Regions from separate parts of the Zea mays genome. Here region 2 is linked to region 1. A link is a contact called in public Hi-C data. All regions are on one chromosome and are shown on one strand. The core of a region is the stretch at or near the end of the contact, and the rest is flanking DNA. Distances in the headings are between cores, read along the strand shown. Region 1 overlaps LOC100383869. Region 2 holds the start of LOC100272941.

Region 1 (7,883 bases), core at 2,868-5,367:
GAAGGAATGGGTAGGAGTCATGGGCCACCAGTCAGCCATATAGCCCTTCCCCTAGTTGCCTTTGGTTGCCTTCCCTCTCAGATTCAGCCGCCCCTGCCCCCGATTGAGCCACCACCACCCCTAGTTCATCGCTGCCTCCGCCGATTCGGTTGCCACCTCCGCCGATTCGGTTGCCACCGCCCCCGATCCGGTCACCGCTGCCCCTCGATTCGGTCGCCGCAACCCCCGATTCGGTCACCACCGCTTTCGATTCGGCCTTCGCCGCCCCTTCCCCTCTGCCTTGTTGCTGATTCTTACCTAGGCGACGAGGACACCTTGGATCTTTTGGGCGCCTGAACGCCTAGGCGACGCCTTTAAAACAGTGGTCCAAACCATCTGAACTAGTTTTGGACAAGTTTTTAATTAGTGTTATCCCTATCCTATCACACATATCGTCATTTTGGATTCGACTCCTTGTATGGCCACAAATCCAACGCACCGTACGCATTTCCGCAACACTTGTCCACTGAATATGTCGTTTTTTTTCAGGCCAACATTCTGCACCATACAACATAACAATATAAAACCTGCATTTTTGCTTTTGTGCTTCTTTCTTTTGTAAACTAGGTGAGTGCTCGTGCATTGCAACGAGAACATATAATACCACGATAACTTATATACATAATGTGTGTTATACTGTTATGAGAAAATGTTTCATAATCCATTTGTGATTCTGACCATACATAAATTTTGTTATTTTAATCTAGCTGTTTCACCACTACATTGCAACCATCAGTATCATGTAGACTTCGATATATGCCACGATTTGCATGGTCTTATCATTGTAGAGCACGTTCCACAACTGTCGGAAGTTCTCTCGTACATCGTCAGTCATCAGGCACGCACCACCATACGCGCTTGCTTAAACGACAAGTGTGTGTGTTTACGAAGAGAATTAAAGGCAGGCTGTCACAAAAGCTACCCCGACGGTGGTGAGGATGACGAACTGATCATTGCTGTCAGTCCTCTGCGTCACCTCCGGCGCCGAGATGACGCCACAGTCCTTGATATAGTAGTCATCAAACGCGCGCGATATGGCGAGTACCGATGACTCTTGGCTGGGCTGCCAGACGAAGTGTACTTCGGGCTCATCAGCGAGGTAGTACACCTGACCGTAGCACCACCGGATGCGCTACTCCTCTACATACATCATGTTCGAGGACACTCACGCAATGTCAGAACGACCGTCGTCCTAGCGCACAAGAATGCATGGCCGGTCAGTAGCGACTTACGTGGCAGGCTGAGCTTCAGGTGGACAATGAGTTGGACGGCATTATGACGCAGTCATCGGATGCGGTGCCCAGAACAACTCGAGAGTCACCGTCGTTGGCGACGACCATGAGGTCCCCCTGCTTGACGGTAGACAGCGCGGTGCAGCCGCTCTGAACCACGTCTAAGCGACAGCTGCGCCGGAGCTTGCTGTACACAGCGGCGCATGCGACCACGTAGGACTGCTTCCAGAGGTCGAACTGGCAGTCACCAAGCTTCTTCTCGTCGTCGATGAGCGACGCCAACGCGAGCGCCTCCTGCTAGTAGTGTTTGTTCGGGGTTTCCAAGTAAGAAAATGAATTCATCCTTGGCGTTGGTTTATCAAAATGACTCACAAGTCAGATCCATGGAAAAATATTACAGAGAATAAATGGCACGTATGCAAAAAAGGAATTTAAGTTGAAAACATTATTTAAACAAAAGAAATTGCATGCAAGGTTCTTCTTTAAATACTACTCCCTCTATCCAAAAATATAATTCAAGAATCTCGGTGATACTTATCTACTACTACGTATTGTGCAAGGGTAGCAGGTGGGCTTGGGGAGAGATGTAGTAGATATTTTTTCCTATCATAGATGTGTAAACACACATGTGGTGTAGCGGTAGCTACTGCTCGCATTTGTCTGAGGGGGTCGCGGGTTCAAATCCCCTCGGAGGCTATTTGTGTGTTTTAATTTTTAGCTAGACGTGGGTTGTACGGGGGAATGTGAATGGTCTTTGCGGGGAGGGGGGAATGAGAAAGTCATAACAAGGAATGAGAATGGCAGGACATGGAATGGTGACAGAACATGGGAATGGGCTGTGCGGGGAGGGGAGAATGAGAAACGCAAAACAAGGAATGAGAATGGCAGAACAGAGAATGACAGGCTACCCTTGCAGCCTTAATAAGTAGTAGAGATATAATCGCATTAAATTTGTGGCATTTGAATACTCTGAACAGATATGTAAAATGCTCTGAACTATGTCTACAATTCTTTCTTCTAAAGTTATTATCACAACCCAGGAATGTCAAAGTCAACTAGTTATAAAAAGACCACTGATGTTCCAGATCTCTTTTTTGAACTATAACATTCTGATTTCATTTTAATCATATTTGCATAGATCTTCTGTGAGCAAAGGGGCCAATGGAAGGCAACAACCCAATCTCAGGAGTTCCTTCGAACCCTTCAACGCTACTACAATAACGCCTACACTGATCACGAGAAGCAGGATGCTATAAACATGTATGCTTCTGAATATATTGCAAAATAATATTCTGTTGGAATGACTTAACCAGTGGAAAACATTGATATTTGTATGTTCATCACAAAATAGCTTACTCGTCCTTAAAAAATGCAGGTTCTTAGGTCATTTCCAACCTCAGCAAGGGAAACCTGCATTGTGGAAGCTGGACTCAGATCAGCATTACAACATTGGGAGGCAAGGAACTTTAAAAGAAGAGATTGGAAGGTGCAGATTATAAGCTTCGAATATTTCTTGAAGTGGCTATATCTTATATTCACCTTTTATTTACACACTTGCATTTTAGTATGATGGTTTACTACTTAACACAAGCATTTCTACTTGTGAAAATCACATTTTCTTCACATGAAAACAATATCTAGGATTTTTGATGTATCGACCATGGATCAGTAGACCTTATTTCAAAGCTCAAATCTATAGGTCTCGAGAACTGAGAACAACAAAAAGTGCATTTTTTTACCCTGTTTCCAGAAGAACCACTTCTTGTTCCATGAGAACTGTGTCAAAAGGATTATGCAACTGATGTAATACTTGGGAACGCTGTATATTGTTTAAAAATGCAAAATATAGGGTAACAAGAATATTTTTCCTGTCTGGACTCAGCCAATTGTGCTACTCTTGCACTGGTTCTTTAGACTGCTCTAATGTATCAATCTTCATCTTGTTTTACCAGATCATTCATAAAGAGGTCACTATCAGATGGTAACATACTGTTGGAGAGCAGCTTGCCTGTAACTATCTGTAACAATGAAACAGACAACACAGAATTGCTCCCAGTGCAACAGCTGGATGATATTAGAGAAGCTTCTGATTCTGCGCCAGAGATCTCCATATGCGAACCTAACCTGTGCTCCAGGTGTGTCATTACTTGCATGAATTTGGTGGTCCACTTGAATTTGTTTTCTACATGAATGCAATATGAGCTAATTGTGTCTTTTTTTTATATATTCAGTATGAACTATGGCACAGTGCCTGGAAGACACTCCATGTCAGAAGAGCGGCAGAGTTATTTGAAAAGATTAGGTTACCCTGAATTGCACTCTTCAAATTTCTTTGACCTTGATTTGTTGTCATCTTCAGGAAATTCGTTTGACGAGGAAGTTTTTGAGAGGTAAAATAAATAGACTTCCAGTAATTTGCATGTCCTACTACTCTGCTTGCACTGTTAACATGTATCACATCCGTGATTTGCAGGTCATTACTGATCAATTCACCTATGGATGTGATCAGTCCTGAATCATCTATGTCATACAGTGAACAAGGACACACTGATGAGGTTAGCCTCATTATCCGAACTTCTTTTTATCTGACATTCTGACATCAACTAAATTGTTGGTTACATGGCCTTCCTGAGATCTGAACTTTATGCTGTGAACCTTGTTCATTTTACCAGGGAAGAGATGACACGGATCTTTCCCGTTCTAGCAGCCAGCTCTCAGACATTCGGGACTACTCTGACCACTTTGCGCAGTGGGTCGTGAATGGAGACACGCTTTGCTACTAGGCCCTGGACTTTTGTCTTGGTGACAGCTCAGTAGATGTGACACGGCAGGAAATGGAAGTCTGACGGATAGAGCAGATGAAATGGCTGACGACTAGCCGGGCTAGGTGCCGTGCATCTACCTGCAGAGGCGGCGTAGCAGAAGAGGTGGTGGACATGGGAGAAGTCTCGCATCGGCATGCTTGTGGTCACTGGAAGGCTTGAACGATGAACGCTGATATTCGTCGGATGCAGCTTTCGGTGGGGTACATGATTCAATTTGCTATGGTGAAAATTTTGACCGTAGCTTAGACAATAAATAGGCAAAATATATCTGTTCTTTTAGTTTAGCTTACCTTGCGTTTCCCTTCTCCATAGAAAAGTATCAAAAGGAAAAACAATGGAAAATCTATTAGGAAAAGGAAAAAACAAACAAACCATAGGTAAAGAACACTTCTGTTGTAAATAGTTAGTTTGCTACAGAAGTATAAATATCTGGTACTTGTTGGGTTTCTTGGCGGTGTCTGTTTCATAATTGTTTCTGTGAAAAAGCTGAAAGAAACTCGGTATGTCTTTTAATATGCACCATTTTTGCTTGAGGACTCTCCATGACATTGCGCAGAGAGGAGTGCAAGAACTTGAATGTCTCATGCTTCTCTTGCGGTGGACATCCACGTCGATGACAAAATTCTAGTATATGGTACGTAGTTCATTCGAAAGGTGCAAGGTATCCAATTTAGTTTTGGATATCTAGAGTTCACAAGATAGTACTTATCTGAAAAATGAAATCAAATTACCATTGCAAAATATAAATAATTAGAGTTCACAAGATAGCATTATAAAATTACCTAGAGTTCACAAGATAGTATTATAAAATTACCTTTAGGAGGGACGAGAAAAGAAGCAAAGTTTGTCGATGCATGATTAAGGATCTATGTGTTGTGTAGAACACATCCATCCACCAACCACAAATGTAAATTTCATATCAAAGTCACATAGCAAGTACATTCTAGGATGTATATCTATAACGACAAGTATTGTTAATCACCTTATTAGCCGACACATCTACCTTAATATGTGATCCATCTATTGCTCCAATGGCACCTTTAAAATAAGGCCTGCGACGACTTCAAGGGGCTTGGGGCTATAAAAAGAAGTCCCACACGACCTAAGGAGCACACCTTTGTAGCATACAAGTGGACTAATTGTGGAACAATTCTATATCCCTCTCTTGTGTTATTCTCTGCAAGATGTTTGGCATTGTTATACGCCAAACGAGAGAGAGGAGAGGTGCTGCTGCGAGTGAGCAAGATCTTGAGCAAGTACTCGGTCCGTGACCTAGTGAAAAACTTGAGCAAACAGAGAAAGAAATTGAAATAGACTCCACACCATGTTGACTAACTTCAATGTGGATGTAGTCAAGCATTTTAGGCTTGGTCAAACCACGGGATAAAATCTCTATGTCTCTGTCTCTGTCTCTCTGTGATGTTTCTTGTTTGCTTTACTACTTGCACTTCACTATTATCTTTGTATAAGTTGTTTATGAAGTGTAGGCTATTGTGAGACAGAGACTTCAATTATGCTGCAATCTATTTGACTCGACTACATTCTGTTGTGATCCATACTTCGAGTAAAGTAAGAAGTTCTAAGTTTTTATGTTAATTTTTATTCGCGTATTAATACCCCTCTAGACGACATCTAGATCTGTGTTCCTCTCATAAGGGAACTTTCAATCAGGCCAAAGCAAAAGGACCACACCATCACCATATTTTTAAAACTAAAACTTTTAGTGTGCCAAATTGGTACTCTTTCATGTAAGAAAACCCTCTTGCTAGCTAAGAGATGAAAACATTTTCATGACAAAGGAGAGATTTTTTTTGAATACGCAGGAGATCTGCGTATTTTTGTATTAAGAAGAAGAAAAAGGGGTGAAACCCCAAAACACGAGCAACAGACTTACAGACACACACCACCATATACAGACTTTCACACCACTCCTAAGACAACTCCTCTAGATGGAAGAAAGTGAGAGCTTTAGCGCCAGCCAAACGCCAGCACATCATCTCCTCCCTTTGCCGAGAGGGCGATCTCAACACTTGGGCTACAACCATCAAACACACACCTATTCCTATGCTTCCATATCGACCACGCACCCAAAATGACCAATGAGTTGAAACCCTCCGACAAAGGCTTGCCCACCAACTCAGCGCTCTTCTCCCACCAGGAGTCAAAGCAGTTATCCCCTATAGATGGACAGAGCACCTAGAAGTCCCCCGACCGAAGGAGAAGAAACCAAAACTACTTTACAAAGCTGCACTCGACCAACAAATGATTAATGGTCTCATCGGCCTGGTCACAGAGCGGACATCAGTCGGGGTGATCCAGCCCCCTCATAGCCAACCTGTCAGCTGTCCAGCATCTATTATGTTCAACGAGCTACAAAAAAATGCATTTCCCCAGAGCTCAAGACTTCCAAATCCGCTCAGCTGACCCAAAATCAACCGCTCCAAAGAGAAGAACTTTGTAGGCAGAACTAGAAGAGTAGTCCCCCGAAGCATTGAACTTCCAAATATGCTTATCCGGAATACCAGGTTGAAGAACTAGACCTTCCAGCAGGTCACAAAGATCTAGTACCTATGCAAGCGCCCTAACTGAAAGCGCACCCCTTATGTCAGCCACCCAATTTAGATCAGTTAGAGCATCTTTCACCAGCCTTTTGGAAGCAATACGCCTAGGAACATGCTCAAGAACCTCAGGTGCCACCTCTCCGATGCATCTACCGTTCAGCCACCGATCCTTCCAAAAAATAATGTCATTTCCATCACCCAAATGAGACACAACTGCAATATTGATCAAAGCCTGCACCGCTCCACAAGCCTGAACAGGGAGGACCGACCATGGCTTAGAGTGGTCGATTTTTTGGAGCTAGGGCCACCTAGCCCGAAGTGCCACGCTCAACAGCCGCAGATCAGTGATCCCTAGCCCACCCAAGTCTTTAGGCCTAGTAACCTTGCCCCACGCCACCAAACAATGACCTCCATTGGCTTGTTTTCTTCCTTTCCAAAGGAAGCCTCTTCTTATCTTGTCAATAGCTTTAACAGTCTAGTTAGGGAGGTCCAAAGCCATGGCAACATAGACCATTTTTGCTCTAAGAACAAACCAAACATACACAGCTCGACCTGCTTTTGTCATAAGGTCGACCTTCCAACCTGGGAGCACACTAGGCGCTTTGTCCACCAATGCCTGCAACTGAACCTTTGAAAGCTTTCCCAAGGACAGAAGTAAACCAAGATAATGACAAGGGAAATCTGAAATGGGACATGGGAGAGAATCTCGAACCCGCACCAAATCATCTTCGGCACAACGAATGGGGAACACACTACTTTTTTGGACATTAGTCTTGAGCCCCGATGCTTCCCAAAAAGCCGAAGGATCTCTAGGATTAGATTTATGTCTAAAGCCACAGGCCTAAGAAAAACCACAACTTCATCCGCATAGAGAGAAAGCCTATGATGCAAAGCTCCAGACGATAACCGTTGGGAATAACCCTTCATCAGAAGCCTTTTGAATGAGTAGGTTTAGAACATCCATGACCAAAATAAACAACATAGGAGAGAGTGGATCACCTTGCCTTAGACCCCTTTGGTGCGCAATGATCTCCCCAGGAACACCATTTAGCAAGATTCTAGTGGAGGAAGTAGCCAACAACCCACTAACAACATCACACCAAATCTGCCTGACCCCATCTTCCTCAAAACCTCAATGAGAAACGGCCATGACACCGAGTCAAAAGCCTTGGAAATGTCCAACTTGAAGAGGATACGAGCTTGCCTTTGCTGGTGGAGGTACCTAG
Region 2 (7,883 bases), core at 2,781-5,280, 150 kb after region 1:
CTCGTGCTTTGCCACCACCCCGTCCCACCCAGAACCGGACCACCGGCGAACGGTTCTCCCCCACCGCGGACCGCCCTCCTCCCCCCTGACGTCGTCTCCCCCTTCCCTCTCTGGCGTGTGGGCCCGCGCCCACGGCGTCCGCCGCGCCGTCACCGCTCCTCGTGGGCCGTTCGGGCCCAATTGGCTGCGACGCCGCGCGCTCGCGCCCGACCGGGCCAAAATCCCCCCCGCCCAGTTAGCCTAGAATCCCTTTTCTTTTTTCTTTTTTCCCATTTCTTTTTTCCATTTTCATATATATATTTATATGCTGATATTTTATGCACCAAAAATAGTTTAAATAAATTATAGGGCACAAAAATAATGATGTATAATAATTGGCACACCCCACCAAGTCACCATGATTGATGTATTTTTCCTTATCTATGTTTGTTAGCGGAAGAGGGATCCGATCCTCCGAATTTGTAGCTCCGGAAGAAGGGCAGGAACCCGACCCGTCTGAGATAAATCTTTTGTGCCAGGAAAGCTTCGACGAAGGCAAGTCCATCCTTTCCTTGATGCATAATTTACCTATTCTCTCTACCACTACCTAAGTCGGGGTTAAGGGATGGAATAATTGCATTGTGAGCAGAGAGATAGCCCGCATTAACAAACATCTTTTGAGCACAAAATATGGGATGGGAAAAAGGGTTGTGGTTTTGACCAAACAATGTTTTCAAAAAGTGTACGATGAAGGGTATTCACCCTCATCACCTGTGAGTGGGATGATAAGGGACTCCCTGGTTTAGGGGAGGGCCTAAGGTGATGGCTCAGCTGGTTTAGGTGTGAGCAGAAGGATTGTCCCCTCATATAAGGACTGGTTTGTCATCCTTCACTACCTATACTCATGAAAAGTACAACCACTCAAGGCTGTGTGGGCAGTCACTCGATCTAAACTCGTACGGTCCAACCCTAGGGTTATGAAGCTGGGGAGCACCGGGAGGATAAGGAGGGGGAATGTTTTGTCCGGTTTGGACATGGTGGTGGCCTGACTCCTTCCGGTATAACCGTTAAGGTTAGGACGTGCGAGGAAGGAAAGAGATTCGGATCTCATTGGCCATGAGATCGTAGAGCCGGACTAGTGGGTAAAGTGTACCCCTCTACGCAGAGTTCAAACCTATTCGAATAGTCCGTGTCCACTGGAATGGACGAGTCTGGCGTGGTATGACAATTAGTGTTTTACAACCTCCGTGAACAGGGAAATGTGTGAGTGTGTCTTTGGAAGAGAAAAAGATGCCACGGGAGCGGGAATCTCAGTGGTGGTTAAGTAACGTGTTATTTCTATTTCTTCGGGAAAACCCCAAAAAGTACTGCCTTTCTCTGAGAAAAAAAAGAGTGACTTCAACTCCACCATATAAAGCATGTATGATATAGGCCCCTTTCTCTTTACGGGAGCGGGGTGGGCTTGCGGAATACCTAGTGTATTCACCCAGATTTATTTATGTTTTTCAGCAGCTGAAGACTTCTTTTCTGCTATGCTTGATTGAGGGGGGGGGCTGTGTTTGCACCCAGTTCTGCCTGTGGCTTGGGCTAGTTTATCTTCTACTGCGCTTCGTATTTTTGGCTCTCTCTCGAGCTTGTACTCTGGTATTGTAATAACATTTATTTGAACTATGTACTATTTGAAGTAAGGAATGTGGTTACTAGCCTCCTGGGATTAGTAATTGTATCACATTTGAGTCTCAAAGGATCGGGGCGCTTCACTGGCCTACGTCACGGATAATAAGCCATGTGGCAGTATTAGACCCTCGACCCAGTGGGGAGCGGAGGTGCTCCGGATAGAGCCCGGACACGCGTCAATACCGGACTCATGCCTAGGTCACGACACTTCCTTTCCTGGGACCTTGTTATGGGTGGTCCGGAGCTCACTTGGTGGGGTCCGGACCCTATCCAACGGCTCCGAGCTGCTTTACTTTGGGGGTCCGGGTTGTGCGCACAGGGGTCCTGTGTCTTCTGGCCCCGATGGCATTGTCTCCGAGAATGCCACCTCAACCGTTTACGAGATACTCCTAGGGCTGTTCTCCGCGCGGCTAAGGGTAGCCGCACAGGCATCGTGTCTTCATACCGTAGTAAGGGGGTACCCCTAATCCAGGGTACCGACAGTTATGAAGAGACATAGTCTGTCTTTTGTATTTTTTTTTACTTAGATCATTAAAGACATCTCAAGAGACTCTATATTAAATAGAGTTGTGCATGCCCTTACGTGAGTGACCTGTGCAATTGCTGGGCTAATGTATACCGTTTCCTTTTATTCAAACTTAATTTACACACTTTATATCTGTTTGACTCCTGTGTTACTTTAAAGTTAATAATACTAGTGTAAATTTGTAATTGTCATATCAGAAATAGTTATCCCATCAAGAGCAATATGTACTCGACATATGGCTCAAAAAAGGATATCCACTTTCTCTAATCAAAGCACACCTTTAATTATTCTTTGGGGGGAGAACACAATAATCTATTTTGATAAATGGTAATATCAATATATTCAACTTTCTACGTATTTCTAGATATAAATTAGTCTATGCAGCGATCGATGGTGTATTTGTGCGATTATTATCTGAGGGTTATCTTCGATAATTATAGTGTCGCATCATCTTTTTTTTATTGATGTTCTAATTAAGAACATAGAAACTACTACGTGGTTTCTCGGTTAGAAATGCCATATTACCGATGCTATCTACGTCCAATGTTGATAGGCTCCATTCTATTGACATTCAAATTAACCTTTATGCTAGTCTTAGGATCTATTTACAACAGTTCTATCAACTAAAAAGTAAATTTGGATTGGTGATCTACTATCTCTGACTCACCTAGCCCCATACACCATCTCTTCATCTTGTCTTTCTTCTTCCTCCTGCTATGCCTTCTTCATCCCGGCAGGCGCACGCGCAGCACGTGGATCGTAGCTGAGGATGGCACTGCAGATAAAATGAACGCGGCGACGCTCTATTGAATGGAGCAGTTATTTTCCTCAACTATATTTCTGGCACATTCAAGTACGTGGGAGCTCTTGGGTCACAGCGGCAAAAAACAATAAAATACGGGCTGCAGACGGCGGTGGGAAAGAGAGCAGGACAAGGGCATCGCTTGGCAACCACACCACGACGCCAACATACTATCAGCTAACCAACAGCTCCGTTGCCTTTTCCTGTGGCTGCGAGCTAACGATCCAGTGGAAGTCACAGAAATCGCAGAGAAATCAAACAGCGAAGATATCTTTAAAAATTGTTGTGCGATTCCGCGAAATTAAACTAATAAAAGTCATAAAGTTTTTCTAAAAATAGTTACAGATATACTTTATTATTCAATATACTAATATATCAAACTGTAGAACCTAATTCATCCATATGCTAAGACAAGAAAATTGGATTTTTTGTACAACTTAAAATAACGTGTTTCATACTTTTAACTATTAAGTTCACAAAAACAGGACTCAAAATATTCATACTTGGGTTCCAGTGTCATTTTAGACATTTTTATCCTTCTGCGCTCTCTGTGCCCTTATGTTTTTTTTTTTTTTTTGCATGTGTACGCATGTAATCTATAGATAGAAGGTTAAAATATCTAAAACGACATTGAAACTAAATGTAACATCTGTTTAAGTCTTATTTTTTGGAGTCAATATTACGAACGATAAAAGTAGGAATCACATTATTTTGCGGTCCCAGAAATCTATATCTATCTAGCCTTCTCCTTTCCCTTGCCCAGTTTACTTACTACCCACGCTTGGCGCGTGCATCGGATCGGATCCCGGCCCCGCGTCATCCCTTCCTTTCCACGGCCCGGTCGTCGACTGTCTCGCGCTCCACTTTCCACGGCGAATCCATTCTTAAATGATCTACACTGCTGCATAAACCCCTGCGGCCGGGTAGTCTCGAAGACTCCACCTAAAACGGCCAGGCCAGACTTGGTCGTGCCGGCGTGCGGCGTGCCCCCGAGCTAGCTGTGGACCTGGGAGCCACGACGGCGATCATGGGCTCTTCTTCCGGGGCGCCGCTGCTCGTCGCTCACCCGAGCCGGGGGAAGGAGGACCTGGGAGATCAGCGCCGCCTCCGCTGGTGCTGCGGCGTTTCGTCGGAAGGGCGGTGGGCGGAGGCGACGGCGGAGGCCGGGCGGCTGGCGGCGCTGGCGGCGCCCATGATCGCCGTGGCGCTGCTGCAGCTCATGATGCAGGTCATCTCCACCATCATGGTGGGCCACCTCGGCGAGGTGCCCCTCGCCGGCGCCGCTATCGCCGGCTCGCTCACCAACGTCTCCGGATTTAGCGTCCTCGTAAGCGTCGATTCCTTTATTTATATTTACTTAAATTTAAAAAGTTCTTTCACCGTAAAAGCTCGATCGGGCAGGGGAGAAAACAAGGCGGGGTTGATTGGTGCGTGGTTCGCTCTTGACTCTCCTCACTTCCTCAGCTAGCCGCGTTCGTTCGTCGTGGATTGGGTTGGGTCGTCCCCGCCGATCAATGGATGTTGTTTGCTTTTGAGCGCGTCTCTCCCTCTGATTGGAACGTGTGGCTCACCAACGCCCCTACACCTGGCACTGTGCTTGTGGGAATGCGGGTGCTTCACATTTTACGAATGACGATGCCCACAGATCGGGCCGGATCAGATTCATATCCGGTGACGTCTAATCACATTTGCTCCAGTATCCGGGGGTACTCGTACCTGGGTCAAAAGGCACGCGGAGCGTGATGGTCATCAAAGTTACCCGGTCCCGTTGCCACGCAGATCATCTGAGGGATCCGCTTGGAACACGGACCCTGAGCATTGGAGCTTGATCGTAACTGTATCACAATTCACAAATACTGACAAACTCCGATTTTTTTAGACAATGACCATACCTGCCCCTAAACTCCGATTTTAAATAATGACAAACCCTTCTAGCCCTTTAACTGCCCCTGAACTCCGATTTTGAAGTACAAAACCATACCTGCTGCTGATGGAATGACCAGTCTGAAGACCTTTTTTTTTAGATAATGGAAACACAGGTTCTGGCTTCATCATTCCTCAGGGAGCAAGAATCAGACCAAATATTATAAAATCACACACACACACAAAATACAGGGATCCACTCCTAATGTCTAAGACGAGGAGAAGCAAACAGAAATGTGGCACTGCACTCTATAAAAGTCTGTATGCTTCCGCAATGAAAATCTTGTGCTCATCCAAGCGTTACAAACGAGTCCAGATTAGAGTCAATATATCCCCCAAAAGAAGTTCTTGCAAAAAAAAGTTTGTTTTTGACACGAGATCATTTTTTATGAGCCAAATTTCTCAACCAAAGACCGCAATGTCCCGTCAAAACAAGCAAATTGCGTTTGCCTTGCCTCATTTTGGACCAACCTCAAAACAAGTGAGACACGTGTGTTGGAGGGGTGCCACCAAACACCCAATGAACCGCACGCCAGAGAAAACGAGCCATAATGACAACCAAAGAAAGGATGTCGGACAGTTTCAAGCTTATCGCAAAAAGAATAAACTTTGCTGCCATTCTAATTCCATCTTACTAGATTATCTTTTGTTAAAATAAATCCCTTTTTCAGGAACCACACGAATATTTTATTTTTAAAGGTACTTTCATTTGCCACGTCTCTGCGTGACTTTCATACCACTGCCGACAAGGAACTTATACATAGAATTCGCAGGAAAAGACCCATTTTTTGTTTAAACCCCAAACAATGGTATCCATCATATTGTTCAACGTGACATGCATGATACTAGCAAGTTAGCAACTAGGCTATGCCAGTCTGTTAATTCTGTTCCACCAATGCCTTTCTGAAGGACACATTTGGAGGTGCATATTGCAAAACCTCAGGCCTCAGCTACTACTGTTGCCTGCTTTTTGCACACCACATTGTAGAGGTTTGGATAACGGGTTCTAAAACTCTGATGTCCCAATCATTTGTGTTCCTAAAACCTTATTTGAGTTCTATTATTTGATCTAAACTAACCTAGGTTTATGAACTGATCTTTGACACCCATAAGGCTTGCCTAAAATTGGGAATCTCATGCTTCCTTGGTTCAATGTATTATTTTTCAACTATTTTATTTTAATCAAAATCCTACCCCATACCTTCTTCATTACATAACTTAAATAGTCGTCTACTCGGGGACACTTGGTTTTCAACTCTAAATATATAATTCCTATTTCTCCTTAGTCTTTTGGTTTGAAGAGGTGAAAGGGCCTCTAACTTAGTTGGCTAGATGGTCTAAGTAGCATTTCTTAGTTCTTGAGTTTAAATTCTCGTGGGAATGAATTTTAGGATAGGCTTAAAAAAGTTTCATCATATGTCTCACGCTAAAACATAGGTCCAAGATCCCGATTCTGGTCACAGTCATTCTCACATGGTCCAGTTTTTTCGCTTGAGACAATAGGACATTCAGTTAACCTATATTTCCTTTTTCTGGGTCATATTGCCAAAAAAATCTAGATCTAAAGTATTTGGGGTCTGTTTGGTTGTATATCTAAGGTGTCACAGATTGACATATATTTTCTGCCATATTTATCTAAGGTTAGGTGTTTTAATTCTTCGACACATCTTGATATGCCTAAGGAAACCTTGCTACACTTTTATAAATCATCGACAAGTAGGATCAATAGAATAGAAGAAAAATCTTGCCATAATTGTAGCTACAAACCAAACACACACCTAAACTGTTCAAATCAGCCTAACATTAGGCGTGACAAATTGTAGCAAATCAAGCAACGAACCAAACATGCTCTCAATCTTTTAAAACTCCGCTAGGGATCTAAAAAAGGTGTTATAAACATAGGTAGGCTAGATAGAACAAAATTAATCGGGACTAAATAACTACTGGCTGGCAACAATTTACCCTCCCCAGCTGCTTATTTTTTCTTTATTCTATCTTTTATCAGTTTGCGGTCTTTATTTGATAATCTTCTAACATGTATTGGGATGCCTTAGTACTTGAAGGGGAGTTATCCTCTTTTGCATCTAAAGAGGTGTGAGTTGTTCCTCACACTCTTTGGTCTGCCCCAAATAGAAGATGTCACTTCGGTGATAGTTATTTTTTAGACCAGATAATTGTTCAAAGACACAAAATAACATTTTTATATTATTTGCTAAGTCGATGCTGTTAGAATACACATTAGGGTTTTTGGTGTTCCCTGTGTAATTACCCTCTCGCCTCCTCAGTAATGGGCCTGACCCAACTACCAAGTCTATTAATACAATACTCCACCCTATTCTAGAGTTAGGGTTTCCCACATGGTATAGAGTTAGGATTAGTTTTGTTTCTCTCCCACCACCTCCCCCAGCCGCCGCCGCCAGCCCCCTGGCTTGGCCGCCACCGCCCCTTTTCCCCCTCCCTCCGACCGCCACCGGCCTCCTAGGCCCGGTTGCCGCCGTCCAAGCCCCCCACCACCTCCCTCCCTGCACGCGCACCCGCTGCCGTCCCATGGAGGACCATCGCAACAACGCCGCCATCCACCCCGTTGCCATGGGCCTACCCCTTGCCGGCGCGGCCCCCAGCGTCGCCGGCCTCATCTCGACCCGCGTCGTGCCCCCAGGCAACACGGGCGCGTGGCCCCTTCCCTCAACCGGCGCGGCACCCAGCGCCACCGAGGTACTCCCTGATCCCTGTCGCGTTGTCCACTTGGAACATTAGGAGCTTCATCCCCAACCCCCACACCAGCTCGCACGTCGGCCATGAACCTCGTTCATCTCCGACCTCGGACCTCTGCCCACCATCCCCCAGCTACTCAGCATCGCTCTCCATGTTCCCCACTGGGTTTCTCCACCCACAACCCTGTGTGGACCGACGTTGTTGCATCACCGTCGGCTTCTTCGCCCACGTCTTCCACGCTCGTCGCGGCCATCGCCACCA

Evidence for each region. Hi-C and Micro-C count contacts between places; a contact is called where the count stands out from the background.
Region 2: a contact with region 1 is called in a Hi-C map of leaf, with 3 times the contacts expected there. The contact joins the promoter of LOC100272941 here to the enhancer-like site in region 1. A contact is called at or near these places in 4 of 25 Hi-C or Micro-C datasets (bundle sheath, endosperm and leaf).

What each region holds. Positions count from the first base shown.
Region 1 is chr1:17,443,669-17,451,551 of Zm-B73-REFERENCE-NAM-5.0, forward strand. LOC100383869 reads left to right here. Exons shown (of 16, transcript NM_001329554.1): 11 at 2,410-2,531; 12 at 2,647-2,757; 13 at 3,224-3,406; 14 at 3,503-3,661; 15 at 3,745-3,826; 16 at 3,944-4,355. The coding sequence ends at 4,054. Among protein-coding and RNA genes, the nearest start is that of LOC100383869, 19 kb to the left of the region's middle. Within about 2 kb of position 4,118, at least 7 of the 20 cell types and tissues checked have an H3K27ac peak or open chromatin away from gene starts, as enhancers often do. A contact at or near this core is called in bundle sheath and leaf, where this site is marked.
Region 2 is chr1:17,588,898-17,596,780 of Zm-B73-REFERENCE-NAM-5.0, forward strand. It overlaps LOC100272941, which reads left to right and starts at 4,031. Exons shown (of 7, transcript NM_001147393.1): 1 at 4,031-4,311. The coding sequence starts at 4,177.